Regions from separate parts of the Mus musculus genome. Here region 2 is linked to region 1. Evidence: chromatin contacts called from public promoter capture Hi-C data. All regions are on one chromosome and are shown on one strand. The core of a region is the stretch at or near the end of the contact, and the rest is flanking DNA. Distances in the headings are between cores, read along the strand shown.

Region 1 (6,369 bases), core at 2,082-4,581:
GCCCTGATACTCTGGGCCCGCTCACTCTGCTCTGAGAACAGCCCACCCCTATTCTATAGCTGTTTTCCATTTCCCTTCTTTGTCACATGCTGAGAGTTACAGCTTGTCTACCCTGCAGTTTTTCCTCTCAAACTCTAAGAAATAGTTCTTTTTGTTGTTGTTTTTCCAGACAGATTCTTTGTGTAACAGCCCTGGCTATCCTGCAACTCACTACGTAGGCCAGGCTGGCCTCAGACTCACAGAGATCCACCAGCCGCCTGAGTACTGGGATTAAAGGCATGTGCCACCACCACCCAGCTAAGAAACAGTTTTTGAGTTAAAAAAAAAAAAATTAGAAGCCAGGCAGTGGTGTTGCACGCCTTTGATCCCAGCACTTGGGTGGCAGAGGCAGGCGGATTTCTGAGTTCGAGGCCAGCCTGGTCTACAGAGTGAGTTCCAGGACAGCCAGGGCTACACAGAGACACCCTGTCTTGAAAAACCAAAAAAAAAAAAAAAACAGAAAAAAAAATTAGATAGATAACTAGACAGACAGACAGACAGACTGCTGGCTTTACGTTTACTGTAGATTGTCAGGTTAAGGGAGTTCCTGTCTTTCTAATTTGCTGAGATTTTTTTACTATGAATTTATGTTGAATATTATCATATACTTCTTTGGGAAACAGTTTGGTAGAAATAAGGTCCTGGAATTTAAGATTAGAAGTATGGGGCGAAAACTTGGTTTTGTTTAGTTAGAGAGTACATGTTTAGCATAGACAAAGTTCTTGGTATAATTTTCCATTCAAAATAGGAAAAAAAAAAAAACAGGGAGGAGGGGAGAGAATTTTGTTCTATTTTATTTTGATCCTATTCTTAATTTCTTTTCTGTTTGGAAACACTTTGTTATTTGTTAATCAGAGGCCAGAGTTTTACTTAAATTTTTATGGGGCACTCAGTTTAGAGCTTTGTTTTAAAAATACTCAGAAGTTGAAATAACTGTGCTTCTATTTTTTTTTTAAGTCATAGTCTCATACTGTAGCTGAGGTTGGTTTAACACATGATTTTTCTTCCTCCAACTCTTGGGATAGATAGTAGGAGTAGGCCACCATTTTTCTATAAAATAGCTTTTTGCTTTTTTTGTTGTTTGGTATTTTTCTTTCCCTCTTCTTCTTTTTTTTTTTTTTTTTTTTTTTTTTTTTTGGAGACAGAGTCTTACAGTATATTCTTAGTAAGCCTGAAACCCTGTAGGTCATTCTGGAATTAAATTCATAGATTCACCTGCCTTTGCTTCCTGAGTGATGTCATCAACTGTGTGTGCCAACATCAGTTGAAATAACACTTTTTGCCAAAGGTATCACTGGAATTTTTAACAGTGTTTGCAGAGCTTCAAATTAATTCAGATTGAGGTATTTTGGATATATTTTATATAGACAGTAGTAGTAGTGTGTATATGCTTGTATAATGCAGTATAGATATCTAATGATTAGAGGACTAGGATTCTTGGATACCTACTTTTAAGTTCTAAACCTGATAGGCAACTTCATGTATAGCTTCTTTTTGTTAGAGTCAATTGAAATTATACACAAATTTAAGATGTTGCTTACTGTTACTACTAATTACTATTAATTTTAAGTTCATGGTCTGGAGAGATGGCTCAGTGGTTATGAGCACTGACTGCTCTTCCGGAGGTCCTGAGTTCAATTCCCAGCAACCACATGGTGGCTCACAACCATCCGTAATGGGATCCGATGCCCTCTTCTGGTGTGTCTGAAGACAGCAACAGTGTAGTCGCATAAATGAAATAAAATAAATAAATCTTTTTTTTCTTTTTAAAATCACATATAAAGGAATTTTTTTTCAGTTAAGTTAATGTTTTTCTCCTTTTCTATAGACAGGGATGACTTTGAATGAACGATTTGGGATACTGAAAGAGCAAAGAGCCAACCTCACGTTCAGCAAAGGAGGAAGCCGCTTTGTGACTGTGGGATAGATCCGTGTCCAAGGAACTTTAAGTGTTGACTGTTTGAAAAGTTGATTTGCTTGAAGAGTTCATCGGAGAAGTTCAAGAAACTTTCCTTCAGAATATTCACAAGCCTAAATAACTTTATTTTTGAAGGTTATTTTGTTTTGGTTTGGTTTTTTTAATGTATAAATAATGCCCTGAAAGAATAGCAGGGAATATACCTATCTGTTCTTAAAGATTTCATGGTTGGCCCATACAAAGCAATTCTCTGTTGACTTCTTTGACTCCTCCTGAAGCAGAAGGAAGACAGAAAGACAGACATTGATTATTTTTATGAGCGTGGGATTTAGGATCTCATCACTTTTATCCAGTTTTTAGGATTTGCCATGGTAAATCTTAAACTTGAGAAATAAGAGTACACCTCTGTGTTGTCACTTACCCATTTATGTATGTGTTGGCGTGACAAGGACAGCTGCCTTTCTGTCATTACTGGTGTTTTCTAAACTGTAGGAGAATTTTGGTTTTGACTTTTGAGGCTTATGGAAATATTTAGAACTTGGTTCATTTTTCAGTTATTGTTAGCTTAAACTCCCTAAGTTCTAAGAACTTAGTATTAAACTTTTAATAAAAAAAAAAATGTGGCTCTCAGGATTAGTCTCAGGCCAAAATGTGTTAGGGCTGTAAATGCTTATTTACAAAGTTATCTGCTAGGTCCTTGGAGGAGACGCCTGGTGTGGAACCTGATGGTCTGTGTTCAGTATAAATGGAGAAGACATGAAAGGCATTGGCCAACGGACAGATTGGACATGGGAACAATAAAGCCTGAGTCATAGCTCTGCCATCTGGGTTGACTTCTGTCCTGAGTCTAGTGTCTGTAGATTCTTCTATAAATGATGCTTACAAGAATTACAATTTTTAAAATGAGTTGAATCTTGGGTATTTTGACAATATACTTACTAGATATATAAAGTCCTATGTTTCATATTCAAAAGTTTTTTTTGTAAAGCTCTTAAACTCAGTAAGTTCAATAATTTATAACTCCCCAAACAAAAATCTACTTATATATGTCACAAAGGAGAGAAAAAAAAGTAAATTATAATGAAGTTACATTTAACTATACACACTCACTCCGTTTCTTCTATTGCTCAAAGTTCAGGCATTATAGGAAAAAGGGTTTTTTTGTTTTGTTTTGTTTTTTCTTACACTGGAGGACGGTCTGCTGTGCCGAGATAGTGCTGAGATTGCTCAGTCATAGGTCATAAATTACAATGAGATGCCAAAATGCAGCGGCGTGTCCCAGCTACAGATTATCAGTGCTGAGAGTGCTCACATGGTCATAGGTCATAAATTACAGTGAGATGCCAAAATGCAGCGGCGTGTCCCAGCTACAGATTACCAAGTGTGGTCATTTTGAAACCTGACCTTTTGTTTTGCTGTGATTTCAAGTTTGAGTGGGTGTTTAAGTCTCTGCTGTTGATTTCTCCTGTAAAGACAGAGCATTATACTCCTGCCCGCCTTCATTGTGTCCTAGACTTCATTGTCTTTGATGTTCTTCAAGTTCTTACTGGCTTGTGCTAGTTGTGGGAAAAACAGCAACAATGTCATGCTTATACCAAAGATCTAAATCTTTCCTCAGCATCTGTTAATCTGCCAGGACTTGGACTTGAGAGGGGTTTAGAGGCTAATCACAGAATTTGAAAGTAAGCTCCAGTTCTCCTTAGCTGTAATGCTTTTCATTGAGGCCAAGGACTCATAAAACATTTTTGCCAATATGAATATTTATATTTGGTTCAGAAACAAAACATTTTAGAGTGGTTTGCTGGTAGCTTATTTTAAAGCAAAGGAAAAACAATTGAGCATGAACACTATCTTTGGAACAATTTTTAAAATATGATATAAAAGTTTTTGTTTCTTGTTGTTTTAAATATTACTATACAGAGGTATTAGTAATTCCATTTTTGGAAAATCTTAAAAATCGCCCAAATGTTGACACTAAGTACATTGAAAAACAGTGTCTTTGGTATAGTAAATGTTTGTTCTTCATTCATCTGTAACTTAATATTTGTTCAAATTTTGCCTTTGATACAACTAAGTTAAAACTCTTGAGTGCTGACCTGTTGTATATACACAAAACAATCTGCTTTGTTGGAGAAAAATTCCCTCTCTTGGAATGTGATTGTAGTCATCCTTGTTCAGTTCTTGAAGCCCCCCCCCCCTTTTTTTTTAATTTTATTTAAACAGGGTGCAACGTAAAATTTCCTTTGCATCAAGGTGTATGCAGAACATTGATGCAGTGCATCACGACGTGAGCGTTTGTATTTAACGAGGAGGTGCTTTACACTGTACTTTTTGGTGTTTTTTGGAAAAGTTACATTAGATTTGTTCTGAAGCTGTTCATTTTTGACAAATAAAATGTAACAGGTTTCACATGAGTTATTCTGAGCTATAAAGATTGAGTTGTGGTTTTTTAGATTGTTGTGTGTTACAAAGCATCTTATAGTGGTTTTATATATGATTTCTGGGATTTGAAGTTGCTGATCAGCTAAATCTCCACTCTTGGTGTTCCTCTGACTTTTGACCATTTCATGCATGGGTGACCTGAGGTTCCAACATGAGGCCACCAAGGCGAATTAAAGATAGTCACATTGTTATAACGCAGAGCACAGAAGTAGATGAGCCTTTAGAGATGATCTGCGTCAGCCCCTCCTCTTACATCGTAGTTAAGTGACACCCGACATTTTCTAAGACGTACATGGAACATGGGTCATGTTTTGAGCCTCATGTCTTATAATTCTCAGTGGACAATAAACGACTTCACACATAGGCAGTAGTTTTGTGGTATTTAATGTGTCAGGTGTCTAAGAATTAGTAATATCCCTATATCAGCATTTGTGGTGTGCTCAGTAAATCTACTCTTCCAATAATTCCTATTTAATTACTTTGATATGGAAGTTACTGAAACTCATTACAAAAGGCCAATGTTTTCAGTATACACCGGGAAGATGATTGCTAATTCCAGACCCCATGTCGAAAAACTTACACACAGAGGAGAAAGACTGGTGGTCGAATCTGTCGTGTATTTTTAAATATACACTCACTTTTCACTATATTAATTATAATCAAATTATAAAGCATTTATGTTTAAGAAACATGGGTATAATTGTCAACATTTTAGTTTTGTTAGAGGTGCATATTAAATGTTACTGCCTGTAATGTAATTCATAAAATATATGCAATTTGGGGGTATGAAGAGATTAAAAAATTTACTTGTCATACAAAGAATTCCATATATTCCAAATGCAAGCAATATTAAAGCAAAAAAGAGCTTCCTCCTTTCTGAAGAGAAGGCCTCTTACATTGATTAAGCTTCCCATGAAGATGGTGGTTCTTTTTGGAGCTAGGGGCAGGTCTGGTGCTGGTGGTGCCTTTTTTTTTTTTCTCCCCCAAGACAGGGTTTCTCTGTGTAGCCCTGGCTGTCCTGGAACTCACTCTGTAGACCAGGCTGGCCTCGAACTCAGAAATCTGCCTGCCTCTGCCTTTGGGATTAAAGGCGTGTGCCACCACTGCCAGGCATGTGGTGGTGGTGCAATCAGTCTCTCTCCCCTGCCTCTCTCTCCATCTCTCCCTGATGTCCCCCTTCCTCTCCAGACTGAGTCACATTGCTATGCTTCAGCTTTCAGACTGCTGAGTTTATAGGAATGTGCCACAATACCTAGTTTTATCACTTTTCAAAGATTGGTTTATATATTTGTGTGTGTACCTGCATGTATGTATAGTCACTGTGTGTGCTGGTGCCCATGAAGGTCAGATGTGGGTGTTAAGTCCCCTAGACCTGGAGTTAGAGGTGCTGTGAGCAGCTTGATGTAAGTGGTGGCCATGGAACCTGTTTCCTCTTGAAGAGCAGTGAGCACTCTTAGCCAGCTCTCCAGCCCCTTCTACACTTTTCAAAGTGGATACGTAAGTAAACCCCAACCAAGCATTTATGAGAAGAGTTTTGGATACTGTAGACCACTAAAAGATGTAAAGATTTGCTTGGAAATTGTAGACTTCTAAATATTCTCAGATGAGATATACTATGTGGTGTGTGTGTGTGAAATACTAAAGATGAATAGGGAGCTATTTACCTAGTGTGCATATACGTGTATGGCTAGTAATATCTATTAACTCAATGAACAAAGGTGCTTACCACCAAGTCTGATGACCAAAATTTGATCCCCTGAATCAATGCAATGGGAGCAAAGAACAGACTCCAGAAAGCACTCTATCTTCTGACTTCCACATGTGCCCATGTGTGCACCCACACACACATTGAAGCGAAACTTGCTTTGGTACTGAATTAGTTAAGTTTTTGCCTATAAAATAAACAGGAAGAAGAGGAGTCTGACAATGCCTGAGACTGAAGAGCCTCTACTGCCCTTTTGTTCAGTCTC
Region 2 (6,369 bases), core at 1,296-3,795, 170 kb after region 1:
CTTTTCCAAAGGACTCTAGTCCTGTCCTCAGAACCCACCCCACGCAGACTCACAACTGTCTGTGTGTAATCCTCTACTTCCAAAGGAACCTGAGCACAAACCCGGACTCAGGCACATCTGCATCTAATCAGAAAATACAGCACCTGGAGAGATGCCTCCGTGGTTAGGAGCTCTGGCTCTCAAAAAGAACACAGGCTCAGTTCCTTGCGCCCACACGGCGGTTCCCAACCATCCTTAACTCCAGTTCTAGGAGATCAGATAACTTCTGCTCTGCAGACACCAGGCACACATGTGGTGCACATACATTCATGCAGGCCACACACACACACAATAAAAAAATAAATCTAAAGATAAATAAAACTCAATTTAAAAATCAGGGCAAGAAGGGTTTTCTCTTCCTCCTAACGTCTGGGCACACTTTGTCGTGATGGGGGAAGTGTGACAGAGGTTGGTTCTAGCTGTCGCTAGAGCAGGAGGGAGCCAGTTATACTGCACTAGCAGTCAGGAAGCAGAGACACGTGCAGTGCAGGACCCACCCCCACAGGCTAGGGACACCCCCATTCAGGGTAGACCTTCCTTCCTCAGTTAAGCCTCTTTGGAAGTACACTCGTGCCTAGAAGTGTGTCTCCAAGATGATTGTAAATCCAGACACATAGACAGTGAGAGTGGACTGTTATAAATCCATAAATGCATCACCTCATAGTTGTTGCTTTTGAGGTATGGTCTCAGGTAGTAGTTCAGGCTGGCCTCAAACTCACTGTGTAGCTAAGGATAACCTGGAATTCTTCATCTCCTCCTGCCTCCACCTCCCAAGTGCTGAAGTAACAAGCATGAGACAGCATTTTAAGGGGTAAATACAATATTTTACCCCTGGTCCTCCAACACTCCGATCATATATGATATATGTATATATCATATGCCTTGCATGATATGATATATATAGCATAATGCAAGGCAAGGTGTACTTAGTTGATCTGCAGAAGTCCCCATAATCTTACTGGTTCTAGCATTGCTTAAATGTCCACTGTTTAGAATGCCTTCCATAGAGACTCAAGGCAGTCTCTTACCCATGAGACCTTATAAAAATCAAAGACTAAGCTATATCTTTTTAGTATACAGTGGTATAGAATAAACATTTTCATACCAAGACTGGAAAGTGGAGGCTAGCAAGGTGGCTGAGCAGGTAAAGGCATTTGCCACCTAGCCCGGTGACCTGAGTTCACACATGCTCTGTGGCATAGGCAAGGCCCCTCTCCACATGCAGAGACATACAGTAAACACATATGCACATAATGTAAAAAATATAAGATGAATGAGGGGGCCGGGGAGATAGCTCAGCTGGTAAAGTGCTCTCTGCTGGTGTGAGGATCTGAGCTCGGTCCCCAGGAGCTACCTTAAGCCAGTCACAGTGTGTCTATTTGCTTTCTGTTGCTGACTCGGAGAGGAAAGGGTTTATTTGGTTTGTACTTTGATGTCTCAGCCAGCATCAAAGGAAGCCACGTTGGGAACTCAAGGGCAGGAACCTGGAGGCAGGAGCTGCTGCAGAACCATGGAGGACCGCTGCTTACTGCTCACTGTCCATGGCACATTCAGCTTGCTTTTAGAAATATAACCCAGAGTCACCTGCTTGTGGGCGGCACTGCCTCCAGCGGGCTGGGACCTCCCACATCAACCATTAATCAAGAAAGTGCCCCATAGACTTGACTGCAGGCCATTCGGATGCAGGCATTTCTCAATTGAGCTTCCCTGTTTCCAGTTGATTTCTAGCTTCTAGCAAGTTGACCAAAAAAAAAAAAAAAAAAACTGAGCACACATAGCAAGGAAAAATTTGGCAAAAACGAAACTAGAACCCAACAGAGCAAACACCATTCCAACGGCACATTTCACATGGCCATTTATGATGACATTATCTGGGCTCCGGCAGCTCATGCACCCTGTGCCCTGTGATCCTATCTGTAGCACAGGTAGCCTCTCTCCGGCTGGCCTGGCTCTGTGTCTGTATCCGTTCTTAAGGAGATGTCCGTGGCCCAGCACCCCTGACATCTAGTGGTTCTCCCCTGCAGCTATGTGATGGTTCTCACTCAGTTTATTCTCCTTATTCACTCCGGGACCCTACCCCATTGCACAGTGCTGCCCACATTAAGGAGGGTCTCCCCTACTCAGTTCAGCCTTCCTGGAAACATCTTACACACACCCCCACTGTGTGTATAGCCTCGGTAATCAAGAGTCCAGTCAAGTTGGAATGAAGATGGATTATGCATTTGGTGAGGTTGACTCGAGTCCCCAGGCTGAATGTTGACAAGCTTTTGCAGTGACTGTTGGGTTTGTTACTGTAGAACCTCACCTGGTTCTGAAGATTTGTGGATCTCACTGGTACTCCTTTTCTCCCCCAAGAAGTTACTTGAAATTTGTACCTTAGACATGATGTGTCAGAATCAATGGCATATGATATTTTAGCTGCCCGATGAATGATAATTTAGTTACTTCATAGACGGAGGCAGTGGAATGTTGCTGAGAAATAGGCTTTCACTTGCTAGGGCTGCAGAATCCTAGTTCCTGTTCTCAGTTTGAACGAAACTGTATGCATTGCACACACACAAAGTCACATTTTGACCTAAAGTGTTGAAAGAACATTGCAAAAGTAAAGTGCCTGTGTGTACTTGAATGTTCTCAGGAAAAGCCTCAGAAAGACAGAATTTCCAGCTCTCCCTGGTTTCTAGGACTGTCTGGCTGGGCACTGAACGCCCCACGTTAGAGGAAGCTGTTCTGGCTTGAAAATAGCATTTGTGGTATTGTTGGCAATAGTAGCTGCTTCTGATGTTGCAAGTTAGAAGAGACAGGAAGGAGAACAAGGGCATTTTCACTATCTTCTTTACAGATTTCTTTTCCAAAATGGTTTATTTTTATATTATGTGGATGGGTGTTTTGTCTGCATGTGTCTGTGTACCACTTCTTGGCTGTGTGGCTGCAGAGTTATTGAGCCATAGTTGTGAGCTACCATGTGGGTGTTGGGAATTGAACCTGAGTCCTCTGGAAGAGCAGTCAGTACTCGCAACTGCTGAGCCATCTCTGCAGCTCTTTATGCTTCTACATTGTTTAAGCAAATTATTTTATACTATGAGTTTGTTTGTTTGTTTGTTTTGTTTTTCGAGACAGGGTTTCTCTGTGTAGCCCTGGCTGTCCTGGAACTCACTTTGTAGACCAGGCTGGCCTTGAACTCAGAAATCTGCCTGCTTCAGCCTCTTAAAGGCGTGCGTCACCATGCCCGGTTTACTGTGAGCTTTTATTGCTTTTATAAAAGCTGTGCTGGACTTTATATATTAGGATCAAGTTGACTTGCCCAGATGAGTGAGGGGAAGGATAGAAAAGCCCCAGCTTGACTGAATCTAGGTTAGTTTACCTCATTTCTGTGTCTCATGATGCCAAAGGCACTTCTGCATCTGTCTGTCTTCCCGTGAGAGAATTCAGCACAGGAGTCGGACAGGAGGGGCCGGTGGCAGGAAGGCATGTCTCAGCCCTGTTACCCACCTCCGTACTTGGTTGTGGTGCTTGACTGTTGGTTCACATTGATAGGAACGAATAGCTAAAGAGTAAATGGCCTTTGTACCAATGAATGTAACCACACCTGGGGAAGGATTTGCTTTCCTCTGGAAGGATGATGTGGATCAAAGCCTGGCACAGTATCCTGTTCTGCCCCCAGCCATGAGAAGTGGTCTGTAATCCAGCCTGGCCTGCAATGCACTCACTAGATAGCTGAGGCTGGCCTTGAGTTCCTTATCCTCCCGCTCCCCACTCCCAAGTGCTGAGATTACAAAGGTGTAGGTCTGACGCCTAGCCAGTTATTCTGAGTCTCAAGAACTCCATTGTGTGAATCTATACCCAGGACTGACCACCAATCGACCAACCGCCATAGTGCCTAATTATGCTGCCCTCAGAGAAGATGAACAAAACACACTTGTGAACCTGCCTCCTGGGACTTAGCAGTTGTATAAGGAGACAGATAATGGTTAGTTATACCTACAAGTAAGCATGCAGTTTTATGTGTGATAGATATTTTACACAGGAGCCTATAGCAAAGAACAGAAGGCGAGAATGGCAGGGGATGCCACTCAGTTGATTTGGGAAGGAAGACCTCTTTTGAAGAAGTAAAAATAAAGCTGCAGCCCGAGCATTGCTAAGGCTTTAGCCAAATAAAGAGGCGGGGAACCCTCTGCGGGTGGAGAGTGGTACGTGCTTGCAGTGTGGGCTGCTTGGGAGGCTGGTTCAGGCAGATTGGAAGTTTGGGGCTAGCCTGTGTGTATGTAGGCCTGGCTGCCCTGAAACTTACCATGTAGACTCCAAGCTGACCTTGAACACAAAGGCGCCTCCTGCTTCTGCTTCCCCAGTGCTAGAATTCCAGGCGTAAACCATGCTGGGTTTAGCATACAGCTTAGCAGGATGCAAACCGCAGCAAAATGGGGGTGGAGAGGAATGGCTGATGCAGCTTATGGTAGAGTGCTTGTCTAGCTTGTGTGAGGCCCGGAGCTCAGCCTGGACAGAGAAAGAGAAAGAGAGGTGGAAGGCGTGCAAATTCATGCTGCAAAAAGCCCTGTTGCTGTCAGAAGCCCCTTTAAACACGGCCCGGTGGTACAGGCCTGTGATTCCAGCTATTCAGGGGACCAAGGCAAGAGGAGCACAAGTTCAAAGCCAGCCTAGGCAACAGAAGGAGTTTTAGATGAGCCCAAGAAACTCATTGAGACTTTGTGTTAATCCCACTGGTTGAGAATAAGACCACAACCACAATTTTTGAGCCACATTTGAAACAAACATTATTAAATGCTGGTCTGGACAGTGAAGACTTGCCAGGCCCATACTGGGGATTCCTTGAGAATAGCCACAAATTATGTTAGTTATGGGCTTATAAAGGCAAACCCCACAAAACTATGTATATCCATCTTCATCCAATGGAGGTCAAGCATGTACCTCCCGCCTGCACTCGATCAGGCACATCCTGTGCTTTGGGGCAACCACCCTTGTTTACAGAAACTTCCATAGGTATTTGCACTCATATGCAAATACCCACATACGGACACACAGACAATCAAAAATAATAAATAATTTTTGAAAAAAAGGTCTTTAGCCGGGCAGTGGTGGTGCACGCCTTTTATCCTAGCACTTGGGAGGCAGAGGCAGGCGGATTTCTGAGTTCGAGGCCAGCCTGGTCTACAGAGTGAGTTCCAGGACAGTCAGAGCTATACAGAGAAACCTTGTCTCAAAAAACCAAAAAAAAAAAAAAGAAAAAAGGTCTTTAACTAATTTCGTATCTAGTCAAGTTGAGGTTTTTAAGAACTTCATTCTTAATTTGTAATGAAACAACTTGATTCCTCTCTACTCCCTGACAAGAAAAATGTCAACAAACTTCAACATATAGCAATAAAGGTCTTAAGTAATAAAAAAGATTATCTTTTATTTTAAATAAAAATACGAAGGGGCTGCAGATGTACACCGCTGAGCGGAAGGGCATTTGGGTCTGAGAGGCCCTGGTTCTGTGCTGTGGCGGTGGGTTGGCTACTTCCGTAGACTGTTGAAAGTCCAAGGCTTGGAGAAGGAGGAAGCAGGGCCCGGGAGGGCTGGAGCCTGGCAGGGACACACTTGATCTAGAAGCCACTGTGGTTGTGGTGTGGTATTTAGAGATGAGCTCTTCTGGGTAGCTCAGGATAGCCTCAAACTTTCAATTCTGCATCGGCCTCCTAGTTCTGGGACTACAGGACTACACCACCATACCTGTCTGTGTGGCAGTGTTTTCATTAATGATATACTTTTTCAAAGTACCTAAGTCTGATGCTATCAGGAAATAACACCATTTTTCTACTTAAATAGGACAAATATTTGTTATAAGTAGGCAGTGAGATTTATGGTATTTCCACAGTTAACTGTTAAAGCAACAGTAGAGGAAACAGTTTGGATTCTGTCACACATCCCTTTGCCACAGTTTTGAAAGACAGCCAGATAGACAGTGGTCGTTACTCAGGGCGTTGAGCACTTGAAAGGCCCCAATGAAGCCCCCATACCCCTCAAAAAAACAAAAACAAGTATTTCTTTTTCATGCTGTTGGAAAGCAAACAGTATGGATCTTGGCAGTAAAGAAAAAGAATAAGAATTAGCTATTCAATTGTATCTGATAGTAAACAAGTAATGTCCTTGAGCTGTCTTTTTCAGAGAAGTATAGGTTAACAAATATTATAATACTTCTCAAATATAGTAAAAACAATGTCATGTTTATTTTAACAGGCCCATAGCAGGATATGCTAACCTGTGTCCAAATATGATCTCCACCCAGCCCCAGGAGTTCATCGGGATGCTGTCCACAGTGAAGCATGAGATCATTCA

Evidence for each region. Capture Hi-C pulls out chosen DNA fragments and counts their contacts.
Region 2: a promoter capture Hi-C map of adipose tissue shows a contact between it and region 1. The contact joins two enhancer-like sites. A contact is called at or near these places in 2 of 39 promoter capture datasets (erythroid cells and pre-B cells), 5 of 484 Hi-C or Micro-C datasets (B cells, CD8 T cells, epidermal suprabasal cells and 2 more), 2 of 115 datasets of contacts at active chromatin or transcription factors (pancreatic cancer cells and pro-B cells) and 3 of 9 other capture datasets (adipose tissue, liver and pancreatic islet).

What each region holds. Positions count from the first base shown.
Region 1 is chr16:32,903,665-32,910,033 of GRCm38.p6, forward strand. It overlaps Fyttd1 (forty-two-three domain containing 1), which reads left to right. Exons shown (of 9, transcript NM_027226.4): 9 at 1,868-5,299. The coding sequence ends at 1,966. Among named protein-coding and RNA genes, the nearest start is that of Lrch3, 7.3 kb to the right of the region's middle. Within about 2 kb of position 3,332, at least 7 of the 459 cell types and tissues checked have an H3K27ac peak or open chromatin away from gene starts, as enhancers often do. A contact at or near this core is called in adipose tissue and liver, where this site is marked.
Region 2 is chr16:33,074,661-33,081,029 of GRCm38.p6, forward strand. It overlaps Lmln (leishmanolysin-like (metallopeptidase M8 family)), which reads left to right. Exons shown (of 17, transcript NM_172823.2): 7 at 6,271-6,369. Among named protein-coding and RNA genes, the nearest start is that of Lmln, 15 kb to the left of the region's middle. Within about 2 kb of position 2,546, at least 39 of the 459 cell types and tissues checked have an H3K27ac peak or open chromatin away from gene starts, as enhancers often do. A contact at or near this core is called in adipose tissue and liver, where this site is marked.